Regions from separate parts of the Danio rerio genome. Here region 2 is linked to region 1. The links are chromatin contacts, called in public HiCAR-type maps. All regions are on one chromosome and are shown on one strand. Each heading gives the region's core, a stretch centred on a gene start, on an enhancer-like site or on the middle of the called end of the contact. The rest is flanking DNA. Distances are from core to core; before and after follow the strand shown. Region 1 holds the start of rsbn1 (round spermatid basic protein 1). Region 2 holds the start of magi3a (membrane associated guanylate kinase, WW and PDZ domain containing 3a).

Region 1 (2,771 bases), core at 179-2,678:
ATTCAAATGGTCAAGTTCTGAGACAGAGGAAAGTTGAATGTGCTGGCCAGTTTGTTATTTGCCAAATAAATGACAATAGCTCAGTTTTAAATTTAAAACTTTAACAGACTGCTATTTACCCCCTAGTGATGTTTCATGAACTAGCCTAAAAGTAATAGCCTCTTCATACTTCTTTATTCTAAATCATTAGAAAATTTTTGGTACATCAAAAAGTGTGCATATGGTGACCATCCGACAAGCTAATCCAGCTAAATACAGTGCTTAAAATGTCACTAAAATGCAGTATTTAAATTGCATAATTTAATAGAAAATGAGTCGAATAACTGCAAAAATGTCCACTTTTTTCAGAAAAAAAGAAGCACCCCTTTCAATAGACTGGCTACACGACTGCTTTAAATAGTGATCAAATTCAATTGTGAAACAAATGAAGATTCACATCTCTATTCTTATTGAAACAAAAAAAAAACATGGTTTTCTCACTTATTTAGCGGTTATTATTTAACAGAATAAAGTAAGTATTAAGACACTACAGACACAGAATACAAACGCATTGTCAGGGTAACAAAGAAAAACAATAATAAAGAAATTGTCTTATAAGGAAACACCAGAAGTGGGAAATCAACCATCGTGAACAAACACTTTGGAAGAGTTCACATCAAAGGCAAAGACAAATCGATTCTGCGACTCGGTTCTATTGAAATGTAATTACGTCATAACATGCACAAACCTAAATTACATCATAATTGAGTCTGTAGTCATTTAGATCCTAAATCTAATTTACAATTAAAAATGCTACCATTACCCTTTTTTTATTCAAATCAGTAAATTTCTACTTCAAATAAATACTTTAAGCTTTGTTTCTCAGTCGAGTTGTTGACCCAAAAGCATCGTGAACCGATGCAGTTCGACTTGTGATGAATCGTTCAAATCAGTTTTAGATCCGACTGAAAATATCCGACTCTCAAGAACGCCTCGTTCACGAATCTGACATGGCTATTTTTAATTTGACAGACAGCCTGGCTCAAAAACGCGATGCTCATGCCGCAGTAACCGAAGACGTCTGTCTGATCTATCTAATGTATAATAAACCAAAAAATTGCGTGTATAAAAAGCTAAACAACGTCCTGTCTAACACCCCTCATATTAATCTAAGACCGCGCAACCACGATCGCCATCCGGATGTTGTCTGTGGCTGTTTTGCTGGTTGTGAGCGCATAGAAATGAACCTCCTCTCCGCGAAACGGAACCGCCCAGACCCGTGAATCTGCTTCAGCATTACGTCAGTCACCGGACGGGTGCGTGCAGCAGCGCACGCAGCCCAAGAAGCAGGGCATCGCGGAAACAACACTTCCCACAAAGCTAAAAGTTGTGCGCATGCGCATTATAAGCGGAAAAACTACAAACGCATGAGCTCCGATTGGCCACGCGCACAAGAACTACAACTCCCAGTTGACATGCGCAAAAAGTCCCTCTTAAAGCCTTTTAAATTTACGTGCAAAATGGCTGCACAGGTCGATCTGCTGCGCGTCAAAGTAGAGGAGAAGAGCAGGGACAGCTTTGACAAAGCCACCAAAGAAAAGAAAAAGAAGAAAAAACGCGAATGTTCGCCGCCCGATGACAAGCGTGAGAGATCGGAGAAGGAAGCAAAGAAAATAAAGCTACATCACCACCAACACAGTCACCAACATGAGCAACAACGAGCGCATCCACCGCACCAACAACAGAACAACCAAGCGCGCAACTTCAGCAAAGAGCAGGCACTCGTGCCACACCGCCACCACCACCACCATCACAACCACAGCTCCAAGAAAGAAGTACCTCCGGTCTGGCCGCCGCGCAAAGTCACACCAGCAGCAGGAGCAGCAGTAGCCCACGTCCCGCAGAAGACGGTCCAGCCGCCGTCCCCGCTGTTCACTTTCACGCCGCTCAAAGTAGCGAAGGCCAAGCCCCTCAACAACAAGCCCAAACACATCGAGAAGGACGCCAAACTTAAGCCCAAGAAGGAAAACGCCGAGGCTAACGTCAAAGTGGGGGAGTGCAAGAAAAAGAAAGGTAATTTTATCGTTGTTTACACGCGAGCTAAACCATTTTACATTTCTGGCTGACTTCCAAGCTGAGAAGTGAGCGGAGAAAGTGCCGTTAGCCTCGCTGCTAACCCATGCGCGAGCACGCCCCCATTCACACGAGCTCACTGTACGTGCAGAAGAACAGTTCTGCTCAATATGAGCGAAAAAGAAAGTTTTCACACCCGCGAGAGTGCTTTTAAATTAATAATATAACTTATTGTTTCAGTCTCTCAGCACTAAAGGCGCTCTCCTTTCGTCTTTCATGTTTACTGTTTAGTATCCCTGATACTGATTGCATAACAGCATACTGATTCATTAACAACATACAATAATAATAATAATGCCATGCTATTGTTTAATGTGTATTGCAGTGTCATGTACTCTATATAGAAATCAGCCTGTACTCTATCACAGGACCGTTTTGTACTATGATTGTAACTTCCTACCACCAGTGTTCTTGATTAAGAAATAGAATTGATATTAAGTAGTTAGTAACAACATCAGTAGTATTCACGGAATTGTGGCTGAAACTGGGGTCACTATGGTTTGTAAATGAATGTAGATTTTGCTTTGGAGTATCTTACAAAGATGTCAAGATTTCTGTCAGCTTTAAAAAAGTTTTAATGCGTTTCTTTTACAACTTAATGCTTTAAAAAGAGGTTGAAATCATAGAAAGTCATGCCATTAAAAAATACATTGACTGCG
Region 2 (2,771 bases), core at 179-2,678, 270 kb before region 1:
AAATGTATAAATGTGTAAAGGATTTTCCTTTTGTTTTGTATGCAACAGACACAAATTACTTCATAATAATAGTCCAATATATTCTGCAGTTATTAATTTAATTTCACATTTTGGGGGTTCAACCAGGGCTAAACAATACAGAACCCCCAAACTATTGTACTCCATATAGATATGCTTATAATGAAACAATTATAAATTATAAATAATTCTGGTTCGAGTCCCAGCTGGGTCTGTTGGCTTTTCTTTGTGGAGTTTGCATGTTCTCCCCGAGTTCGTGTGGGTTTCCTCCTGGTGCTCCGGTTTACCCCACAAGTCCAAAACATGTGGTACAGTTGAATTGGGTAAGCTAAATTTGTCCATAGTGTATGAGAGTGAATGAGTGTGTTTCTCAGTGATGGGTTGCAGCTGGAAGGGCATCCACTGCTTAAAAACATATGCATGGATACAATGTGGGTTCATTCCGCTATGGTGACCCCAAATTAATAAAGAGATTAAGCCGAAAAGAATCATGAATGAATGAATGAATGAATGAATGAATGAATGATTGATTTAAGTTTTTTTATTATTATGATTTTTTCATTTTTCAATAGTACTTTGTTATTGACTCTTTACTTTGTTTTTTATTAAAACTTTACCCTTTTTCTTTTTGTCATTATTTTTCCTCCTGTTAATGTTAGAAGGGTGTGAGGGTATTTTGATTTTCTTTAATAGATGATTTAGTTCCTTTCTATCAGTTAGAGAACTTTTTATTTGTTGATTTGGCTTGAACTCCCTCTTGAAGCTTGCTTTATTCAAATTGCATTGTGAAGTGTTTGGGTTTTGGTAATTTTTCGTTTGTTTAGTCTTTTGGGAGGTTGCTCATGGGACATTATTACTGACACACACACACGCACACACACACACAAACAAACAAACTTCACTAACTATTTTGACTACTATTATGTTGTGTACCTGTGTTCCCCTAGACAGAATTAAGGGTATGTAACAGTTATTAAAAATACTTACATTTACCTTTTATGATTTATGATAGTATTTGAATTATAGGTATTTGTCATGCCAGTGTTTCGCAACTATATTCCTAAGGGACCATCCGACCTGCATTTTTTGGATGTCTTCTTGTCTGTCACAACCATGACAGGTCTTTTGGTCTCTGCTGATGAGCTAATGATCTAAATCAGGTGTGTTTGGTAAGGAGGTATGGAAAATGTGCAGAGCTAGTGATCCTCCAGGAACGTGGTTGAGAAACACTGTGGTATGCGATTTCATTTAAAGTACTTAATTTTCCTCAACAGAGTTGCCATGTCCTTTCAGCTCTAAGCATAGCAGAGGCGCTTTTATGTTTGGCATTGTGAAATAGTGCGGTAAAGCCCGCCCCCTCGCTCTGATTGGCCGCCGTGCTTTCGTCCACTCTGCATTGGTGTCGGTGTGCGCCACTGACAGACGCTGCTCTGGTTTGGCGCAAGTAATAAGCTGAAAAAAAGACTACAAAGTTGCAAAGCTGCACCTACAATTAATGACCGACGGGCACTGACAGCTCCACACAACAACAACAGCCCACACGAGAGGGCGTTTCTACTAGAATCAAAGGTCGTCTGACGCTGGACCTAGCAATTCGTGCATTCCCGATCCAGGTATACATTGTTGCTCCTCGTCGTTTCCCGTGAACGCGCCGGTAGCTGATGTCATTGGAACAGGTGCGCGAAACCAAGTTAACAACAGTCGCCCTAGATCGCGAGGGATTACACGCGGATCTGAGTGTTTTTCTACGGCGTTTCATTCATCAGCCGGTATTACCGAGCGATTTGAGGAGGCTAGATTATTTTTATGCGCCTGGATGAAGTAGGCTGTCCTGCCTCGGTGGTAGTTTATTGCCATTTCCGTGTCTTTTGCTCCTAGAAAGCGTTTGTTTGGATCGTGCGAGGACATTTGGCGACACACTTCTTGGTGAGCTCTGAAGACTAGCGTAGATTTTAAGGCAATGATCTATTTTACCTTCGCGTGAGCTTGTGCCTCAGTTCTGATGAATTTCGTGCGTTTTGACTGAACCATACTGGGAGTACAACCGAGCGATGTCAATTGTGAAGTTTTAGGACCTTTTTTTTACCTTTACATCAAGACATGGGAATGAAGCCGCTGTGCTTTTTAGCACTCTAAACGCGCTTGCATAAGGAAATAACCAGTTTGTTTTGAGAGACTCGTGTACGAAAGGGATTAATCATGTCCAAGACGCTGAAGAAGAAGAAACACTGGTCCAGCAAAGTGCAGGAATGTGCTGTTTCGTGGGGTAATGCAGAGGAGCTCTGCGCCGTGTTGGAGATACGCGGAGGAGCCGAGCACGGAGAGTTCCCGCACCTGGGACAGGTGTTGTCGGACGCGCTAGTGTGCCATGTCGGCAGGCTGCCTGGTCCAGGAGATGTGCTTCTGGAGGTGAACGGCACGCCTGTCAGCGGACTGACAAACCGAGACACCCTCGCCGTCATCCGCCACTTTCGCGAACCCCTCCGTCTGAAGACTGTCAAGCCAGGTTAGTTTGTCTGTTTGCTAATTAAAGCCTGAGTTATCTGTTTGTGACGCTACAATTACACACAAGTTTCTTTTTAAAACTCAAATAAATGCTAGTTTATGCATTTTAAAACTAGCATTTATAAGCAAATAATCTACCACTTTACGTTTCATTTTTGTATGTTTGAAAGTGGGTTAGCATCGCTTTTAGCAGAGCTTGTGCTCAATGTTACAATGTGTTGTTTAGCAACAGACAACCAATCACGAAC

The links. HiCAR-type assays count read pairs that join an accessible place to other places.
Region 2: a HiCAR-type map of caudal fin shows a contact between it and region 1, with 7 times the contacts expected there. The contact joins the promoter of magi3a here to the promoter of rsbn1 in region 1. A contact is called at or near these places in 2 of 18 Hi-C or Micro-C datasets (caudal fin and an unstated tissue) and 2 of 4 datasets of contacts at active chromatin or transcription factors (caudal fin and embryo).

What each region holds. Positions count from the first base shown.
Region 1 is chr23:29,136,997-29,139,767 of GRCz12tu, reverse strand. It overlaps rsbn1 (round spermatid basic protein 1), which reads left to right and starts at 1,428. Exons shown (of 7, transcript XM_021469974.3): 1 at 1,428-2,052. The coding sequence starts at 1,455.
Region 2 is chr23:29,406,259-29,409,029 of GRCz12tu, reverse strand. magi3a (membrane associated guanylate kinase, WW and PDZ domain containing 3a) reads left to right here and starts at 1,428. Exons shown (of 21, transcript NM_001365194.1): 1 at 1,428-2,524. The coding sequence starts at 2,218.